3 separate regions of the Mus musculus genome follow, and all the other regions are linked to region 1. The links are chromatin contacts, called in public Hi-C and HiChIP or PLAC-seq maps. All regions are on one chromosome and are shown on one strand. Each heading gives the region's core, a stretch centred on a gene start, on an enhancer-like site or on the middle of the called end of the contact. The rest is flanking DNA. Distances are from core to core; before and after follow the strand shown. Region 1 holds the start of Prdm1 (PR domain containing 1, with ZNF domain). Region 2 has its middle 24 kb from the start of Gm35028. Region 3 has its middle 41 kb from the start of Prdm1.

What was found. A called contact is a pair of places that touch in the nucleus more often than the background predicts. HiChIP or PLAC-seq counts read pairs in DNA pulled down with a chosen protein or histone mark.
Region 2: a BATF HiChIP or PLAC-seq map of CD8 T cells shows a contact between it and region 1, with 8 read pairs. The contact joins the enhancer-like site here to the promoter of Prdm1 in region 1. A contact is called at or near these places in 1 of 39 promoter capture datasets (macrophages), 21 of 484 Hi-C or Micro-C datasets (CD4 T cells, CD8 T cells, the G1E-ER4 cell line and 9 more), 9 of 115 datasets of contacts at active chromatin or transcription factors (CD8 T cells, bone marrow-derived macrophages, embryonic stem cells and 1 more) and 2 of 9 other capture datasets (adipose tissue and liver).
Region 3: a contact with region 1 is called in a Hi-C map of uterus, with 1.8 times the contacts expected there. The contact joins the enhancer-like site here to the promoter of Prdm1 in region 1. A contact is called at or near these places in 1 of 39 promoter capture datasets (macrophages), 4 of 484 Hi-C or Micro-C datasets (cerebral cortex, muscle stem cells and uterus), 3 of 115 datasets of contacts at active chromatin or transcription factors (the SCID.adh cell line and embryonic stem cells) and 2 of 9 other capture datasets (adipose tissue and pancreatic islet).

The regions. Positions count from the first base shown.
Region 1 is chr10:44,457,402-44,460,142 of GRCm38.p6, reverse strand. It overlaps Prdm1 (PR domain containing 1, with ZNF domain), which reads left to right and starts at 1,395. Exons shown (of 7, transcript NM_007548.4): 1 at 1,395-1,676. The coding sequence starts at 1,635.
Region 2 is chr10:44,402,120-44,404,860 of GRCm38.p6, reverse strand. No RefSeq gene overlaps it. Among named protein-coding and RNA genes, the nearest start is that of Gm35028, 24 kb to the left of the region's middle. Within about 2 kb of position 1,395, at least 23 of the 459 cell types and tissues checked have an H3K27ac peak or open chromatin away from gene starts, as enhancers often do. A contact at or near this core is called in CD8 T cells, Th1 cells, Th2 cells and 2 more, where this site is marked.
Region 3 is chr10:44,498,323-44,501,063 of GRCm38.p6, reverse strand. It overlaps a transcript of Prdm1 not described here. Among named protein-coding and RNA genes, the nearest start is that of Prdm1, 41 kb to the right of the region's middle. Within about 2 kb of position 1,408, at least 6 of the 459 cell types and tissues checked have an H3K27ac peak or open chromatin away from gene starts, as enhancers often do. A contact at or near this core is called in uterus, where this site is marked.

The DNA.
Region 1 (2,741 bases), core at 146-2,645:
TGATACCTTCCACACACCCCTCCCCCCCAAAAAAATTTTTCTGGGAAAGTTTCTTGAAAGGAAAACAGAAGAACAAGCCTGTCTTTATGATTGAGTTGGGCTTTTGTTTTGCTGTGTTTCATTTCTTCCTGTAAACAAATACTCAAATGTCCACTTCATTGTATGACTAAGTTGGTATCATTAGGTTGGGTCTGGGTGTGTGAATGTGGGTGTGGATCTGGATGTGGGTGGGTGTGTATGCCCCGTGTGTTTAGAATACTAGAAAAGATACCACATCGTAAACTTTTGGGAGAGATGATTTTTAAAAATGGGGGTGGGGGTGAGGGGAACCTGCGATGAGGCAAGCAAGATAAGGGGAAGACTTGAGTTTCTGTGATCTAAAAAGTCGCTGTGATGGGATGCTGGCTATAAATGGGCCCTTAGCAGCATTGTTTCTGTGAATTGGAGGATCCCTGCTGAAGGCAAAAGACCATTGAAGGAAGTACCGCATCTGGTTTGTTTTGTAATGAGAAGCAGGAATGCAAGGTCCACGCTCTTAATAATAAACAAACAGGACATTGTATGCCATCATCACAGGATGTCCTTCCTTCTCCAGAAGACAGACTGGGGCTGAAGGAAAAGCCGGCCAGGCTCAGAACGAGCCCCACTAATTACTGCCTCCAACAGCTTTCCACTCACTGCCCCCAGCCCAACATCCCCTTTTTAACTGGGAAGCATTCCTACTCTCCATTGTACGCACACGCTCGGAAGCCTGGCTGTGGGTTTGGGCATGAGAGGCAGGGACAACAAAACCAGTATATATGATTATAACTTTTTCCTGTTTCCCTATTTCCAAATGGTCGAAAGGAGGAAGTTAGGTCTACCTAAGCTGAATGTATTCAGTTAGCAGGAGAAATGAAATCCTATACGTTTAATACTAGAGGAGAACCGCCTTAGAATATTTATTTCATTGGCAATGACTCCAGGACTACACAGCGAAATTGTATTGCATGTGCTGCCAAAATACTTTAGCTCTTTCCTTCGAAGTACGTCGGATCCTGTAATTGAGACACCGAGTTTAGGTGACTAGGGTTTTCTTTTGAGGAGGAGTCCCCCACCCCGCCCCGCTCTGCCGCGACAGGAAGCTAGCGATCCGGAGGACTTAGAATACAATCGTAGTGTGGGTAAACATGGAGGGCAAGCGCCTGCAAAGGGAAGTAAGAAGATTCCCAGTCCTTGTTGAAATCCATTTGCAAACAGAGGAAGCTGCCGCGGGTCGCAGTCGGTGGGGGGAAGCCCTGAACCCCACGCTGCACGGCTGGGCTGGCCAGGTGCGGCCACGCCCCCATCGCGGCGGCTGGTAGGAGTGAATCAGACCGTCAGTATTGGTAAAGAAGTCTGCGGCAGGGCAGGGAGGGGGAAGAGTAGTCAGTCGCTCGCTCACTCGCTCGCTCGCACAGACACTGCTGCAGTGACACTCGGCCCTCCAGTGTCGCGGAGACGCAAGAGCAGCGCGCAGCACCTGTCCGCCCGGAGCGAGCCCGGCCCGCGGCCGTAGAAAAGGAGGGACCGCCGAGGTGCGCGTCAGTACTGCTCAGCCCGGCAGGGACGCGGGAGGATGTGGACTGGGTGGACATGAGAGAGGCTTATCTCAGATGTTGGATCTTCTCTTGGAAAAACGTGTGGGTACGACCTTGGTAAGGAACCAGATTCTGTCTTTAATACGATTTGAAACCTTTTATCCCTTTTTCTTTCTTCCTTTTTTTTTTAACTTTTCTTTTCTCCCCCCTCCCCCTTTTAAAAAAAAAAAAAGAATGAAGCCTCAGTAGAAACCAGCGCTTCTGTTTTAGTACGCGGAGCACTGTCAAACATTTAGAAGACTTTTTTCCTCCGTATGAATCATTAACCCTTTCAGTTCTAGACATAATTGTCAATTCACTGAAATTTCAGTAGTGGTTCTTGTCCGCTTCGCCACTCGCTGCCTTTACATTACTGTAACTATCCCGGGTTGACTTAGGTTTTCACTTGTATTTAACATCGTTTGTTCCACATGACCTTACATGTTGGAACTAAATAAGAATGAGATAGTTTAAGTTGTACCCGGGACAAGGACAAGTAAGCATCTTTCCCCTTCTCGGAGCGTCCTATCTAGGGACGAATTGTAAAGACCAGCTCCGGAGAGGGACTCCCGCTGTACTGTGTTTACATTTTCACAAGCGCGCGTTCTAACATGGTTATCCTTATTCCTAATTTTTATCTGCGGCGTCTATGTGGGAATACGTTGCAGAGGCTGTTTTATCTTTCTTGCTTTTCCTCTTTGGAAAGGACTTTTTCCGAGGGCAGATAAGAGGAGGATCCCCAAGTCTTCTGTATAACTTTAGTTACAGTAAACTGTGCCACTTCAGTGACTTCTGGGAATTCATGCACTTTCACATTTAAATAGAAAGTGCTATTTGTGGCTGAGGGCTCCTAAAGGAATTCTCTTCAGGGAATTCTATTGACTTTTTTTTTAATATGTTTTGTTTTTAATTTTTCTATCTGGCTCGAGATGCCCACGGATTAAAAAAACAAACAAAACTGCTGGGTGTTTCCCTCTTCCCCAATTTTTCTTTTCCTGTGGTCCATGGGAGCTCGGGAAGGCTGGTACTCAAGGATGCTGGCAGGATGCAACCCCTCTCAGGCTTGCCTGCTGGAGGATGAAAGAGACTGAACGCGCGCGCGCGCGCGGCAGAGGGAGGGGACCTAGTTGTTTTGAAAGTTGC
Region 2 (2,741 bases), core at 146-2,645, 55 kb after region 1:
GAGATCAGCCTGCCTCCATCTCCCAACACTGGAGTTCCAGGAATGCGCAGCTTCTTTACATTAGTTCTGGGGATCCAGGTCATTTTGTTTGTGTGGCAAGTGTTCTTATTCACTGAGCCACCCACCTAGTACCTAGACACAGTCACTAGTTCTTTGCCAATAAACCAATGATTTTACAATGTTGTTCTGTATATGGTGTATAAAGACAGACTCTCTATACAGACGCATACAGGGACATGGCACTACATGGGTCAGTTGACAAAAATGTTGTGACCACAGGCTTAGGGAACCCATGCTTTCCCTGGTAGCAATGGCTCAGTAGATGCTAACTCAGGGTGACTCTTTACAGGTTAAACTACTGTGCTGTGGGAAATGTGAAACACTGGAATAAACGTGGAGCCCATGTTCATTATTTTGTAGAGAGGACTGCTAGTCTTATCAGAGTCACATGGCTCACTGGAAATATTTCAGTCACTGCTTCAGGCTCTCCATTGTAAGGGCACAAGGCAGATCTTTGGAAGATCTTTGAGAGTGGGGTCCAAGACAGACTGTGCCAGCCAAGGCCACCCTACCAATGGCCCAGGAGATGTTACAAATAAAACCCGCAGAACCCCGGAGCCTAGCCCATGACTAGGATTCCCAGGGTGCTCTCTATCAGCAGAAATGGTATGGCTTTCAGACCTAGGCACGACGTCCTGATTGTCCATTGGCATCCTTGTGGCCATTCTTAGTTTTCTAAAAATATAAACCTAAAGAACAACAACAACAACAACAAAAGACCATAATAACAGCTGCTGGTCATGAATACTTCCTAAGAGTGAGTCCACACTCTTACCACCACCTCGGCAAGAGGTAGGTCACAGCAAGCTCTCATTTGCAGACGAGGAAAAGGAGGTAGAGGTGGGGCTCAAGGCTTCAAGGTCCACCCTGCTAAGCACCAGGCTGACCTTGTGCCATGCAGGTGGGGTAATGACCACTTGCTGAGTTCTCCACCTGAGTCGAGTCCTTTGACTGTCAGAGGCTCCAGTGTGAGTCACCATTAACATCTGACCTGTGTACAATTCTCGGAGGTCCATCAGCTGAAGCCTGACATTGCCTTCAGTCGAAGGACAAACTGTAATTCTTCGGCTCTTCTTGTATCTGGGTGAGGTGACAAATTCGAGGAGCTTCTAAAAATAGCTGGCAAATTCTAGGAGTTGCTAAAAATAGTGTAAGGGAACTCAGCCCTACTAGAGAGGGGATCAGTCTGACCTTTCGCCTTGGGGCCCAGCCCTCCTGAGGGTGACAATTTCACTGCTTCACATGACATTTGGTTTCCCTCGCATGTGGCTTGTTAGGATTGCACTTACAGGAAGCCAGAGAGAGCCTCTAACCTCGTCCTGGGCTATTTCTTGCTGTGTACTCTCTTTCTTTTCTCTCCCTCTTGACTTCCTGGGTTTGTGAGCATCTCACTGAGGCACCAGGGCTAGTGGCAAGCTCACTACTTACTGGGGAAGGTGTGCAATGGGTTGGCAAAGGTAGCCAGGTGGCAGGGCCTGACTTCTGCCACTGCCCCAGCCTCTGGTGTCTGTTCCCACTTCAGTAAACCGGTCCCAGTTATTAGAGATATGCTCACTGAAGGGATCGTTTAATAACTCTATGTCACCTTGTTCTAATCTACACACACACACACACACACACACACACACACACACACACACACCAAAACAAAACAAAACAAAACAAAACAAAACAAAACAAACAAACAAACAAAACCATGAGACAACACACTTACCTCCCCAGGAGATGTCCCAAGGAGTAAATTATCACTCACGGGTGCTTTGAGCCAGTCAGATGAAAGGCTTTCTCTAGAGAAGTGTTGAGTGCAAGTGAGGTCTCCTCAGCTCTCAGCCCCGCTGCCACTTGCCACCCTCTACTGAAAGTGCTCTTCAGGAGAAAAATGTGCACACACTGCTGGGGCAGACGGAGGCAAAACAGAACTAGCTTCTAGGACCGGGTCCATAGTGCCTAACCTGGACTAGCCGACCCTGCATTCTCAGCTTTCTGCATTATTGTCAGGCCAAGGGAACTGGAGTATTCGTGTTCCCATAAATACCCTTCCACAGAAAGTTGACAGCTCGGGAGCCAGAGTTTTCAGCTTTCTTTCTACTTCACCAGTGAGCCTGCCGCAGCTGTGTCAGCCCACCCGCCCTGGATGCATGTTCTCTGCTGCGTTCTGCAGGCACTCTCAGAAATCCTCAGGCTGAAGCATCTCCTCATTAAGAAGAGTCACATCTCCCAGAAACAGAGCAATGTCCCCATAGAATAGGCAACTGTAGAGGTGACCCTCAGGGCTGCTGTGAACTGAGAAAGGAACAGGGAGGGAGGGGCAGACGGGCAGAGGGGCAGAGGGACAGAGGGACAGAACCAAAGGCCTGAGCCTTGGAGTTCCACTGCAGCCTAGGCAGCACTGTGGACAACTGTCGAGCTCTGATGTATTCTGAAGTTGTAATAAACATCTGGCCACATCATAAACTTACTACTTGAAATAAGAAATCTCACGGTGGTATCTCAGGCCGGGGCAGGAGGCCACAAGTGTAGGTCAAGAGAGTACATAGCATGTGGTGAAGAAAGGTGTGAGAACTGCCTCATCTCGGGTCATGGAGGAGTCCTTGGAATGGTCCTGAGGTAGATAGAGGCTTGTCATCACAGGGGCTGTCCCCCACTCCTTCCATCCCCCAGTGTGTGTTTAATGCAGCTAC
Region 3 (2,741 bases), core at 159-2,658, 41 kb before region 1:
GCCTGTGTGGAGTTCACAGATTCAACAAAACCTTAAGAAGAGTTCATATGTTCTTAAAATTCTTTCCTTCAACAATCTTCCTGCAGTCTGTAAAAGATAACTCTGGTAACAGTCACTTCTTCCTGGTGGTCTGTTGTGAGTTTAGGACTGACATTAGGGAAATAAGTCATTGGATACTTCTTCTACCTCACCTCGCCCCCTCAGCACAGGGCTTTGAGGTGGAGCAAGCATGCTACCATTGACCAAATCCTCAGTCCCACTGAGATGACTCCTTTGAAGAGGCTTGTTTCCTTTTGCCTTGTTGTATAGCTTTCATCAAAGGTACAATCCTATGCATGCATTTGACTTACTGAGCAGAAAAGGGATCGACATACCTTTCTCTGATGTGATCGATGGAAGGGGAGGAACATGGATTTATGGGAAAGGGTGGACTGAAAGAACTCTGTCCACCAAGGATGGGTGGGGCCTAAGAATTAGCTTCTGAGGAGTCCGGGCCTTTGATAAGCAGTTCTTTATTTTTCTTCTCTCCTGTAGGGGATTCTTTTGGCATCTGGAGATATCTGATTGCAGGCAGGAGGATAGAGAGTAAGAGCAAGTACGAAGCAGCAAACAATAAACTTCCCATGTGTTGGGGAACATGGAAGAGCAAAACCACAGAGGGGAAACAGTGATAAATCTAAACATGTCCCGCAGTTAAGCTCGAGCAAATGGCAGAGAGAATGTAAGACGTGCTCCCTTTACCAAAGACACGTGTCCGAGTCTAAGCACCACCTACCGAAACCTACATCTTCTCTTTCCCTCGCTTCCCCCACTTTCACATCACTGAGATTTGCATCCCCACCACCCACCTCATTCTGCCACAATATGCCCTGTGTGATCTATTCAGACCTCATTAAACTGACGTACTGGGCCCACTGGCTCTGCTCAGCCTCAGTTTATTCCAACTTTGTTTAAGATTCGGGAAGTGCTGGGGGCGGGGCAGGACATTAATCGCTGCGCTTGTGCAAACGGAGTGCCAGCTGATTTATGGCAAAGGTTATAAAGGAAAAGTATTAACCATGCCTCGTCCCATTTGGCAAAACCATCCTGCACAATGTCCACAGAAACCCCAAGAGTCCTGTTTTGTGGAAAGAAGGGGGGAAAACTCCACCAAAGATACACTCTTCTTCTTTTGAGCATTAATTAAGACAGTAAATCACGGGCCACATGAAACAACTGTATTCGACAGAACGTGGATGGTCCAGGAACTCTGCTGGAGTTGTGTGAGTGGTCTGAATACCTCCGCCAAAGCCCTAAAGGGAGGGCAGACTTCAAAGGGCACTTTGGGCATGAAGGAGAGATCTGCTCCATCAGGGAGAGAAACGGTTGTAAAGTACAGACTGCAAGGAGAAATAGTGATGAGGACCAGTGCAGAGGGGCAGAGGGTAATGCAGCTGTGGGCTTTTTCTTAAAGGGACCAGATAAGTACTCGGTAGTGTATACTCTTTTCTAAAAGAGGAACTTGGATTTCATCATCTAGGAATGTCTTCCAGATGAAAACATACCTCTGTTTTTAAGGAGAGTAAAGGAAATCGTCTCTGTTTTGTTGTTTTAACATTGGTATTTTTAACCCATTTGAAATGGCCTCTGTCTGTTGTATTGACTATCCACCATATCCCACCACTGGATCCTGGACCGTTTTTTTGTTTTGTTTTGTTTTTTTTGTTTTTGTTTTTTTACAAGCTTCAGTGAGTTCAGGACATGTGAGCCATGAGTAGTTTGCAAAGAGTGACTTTATCTTAACTCACTTGCCTCCAGACAGGGTCAGCACTTCGCACAGAGGAGGGGGAATATTTTGGGGAGACCTTGTGTACGTTCCCCTTCAGTCACTAAGTTCATACTGAAGACCTTCAACGATACTTTTCTCTCCTGATTTGTTTTTAACTGAATGTCTTCGCATTTAGGGCCGAGGGTTTCTTTTTCTTCTGATAGGGCTATGTTTCTATTCAGTTTTCCTTACACTAAGGTGTCCAAAAGCTCCAAATTCATACAGATCCTATTGCCTCTGCCTCCTGAGTGGTGCGCTAGGATTATAAAGCACGTGCCCAGGTTCTCCTTCCTATTTGAATCCTAGCTTATAATGCATACATGTGTATCTATAAGCGTGTAAGTATGGGTATAGTATAACTCCTAGAAAGGAGACCAAGAAAAAGAAATATCAGTTGATAAGGAAGGACAGGAGGCAAGCCAAAGGTTCTGTGAATTGCAAAAGAGGATATATATAAAGACAATTTTTGTTTCCTAGTTTCAACTCTATCCTAGTTTTTTTTTTAATATGTGATAACTGGCATCTCATGATATAATAAATCTTGATGTGGGTTCCCAGGGTTCATCCAACTTGGCATTTAGAGTTTAGCCATTTAGAGTTAGATCCTTGTATATAAAACATTTCATCAAACCTTGACGATTTTCAGCCTTTATTTCTTCAAATAATTTTCCCACCCCCTCTCTCATAAGACTCTTGTGATGGATACGCTGGTTAGTTGGAATATGTCCCATTTGTGATAGACATACTGGTTAACTGGGATATGTCCCACTCATGATGGACACGCTGGTTAACTGGGATATGTCCCATTTGTGATGGACATACTGGTTAACTGGGATATGTCCCACTTGTGATAGACATGCTGGTTAACTGGGATATGTCCCACTCATGATGGACACGCTGGTTAACTGGGATATGTCCCACTTGTGATAGACAT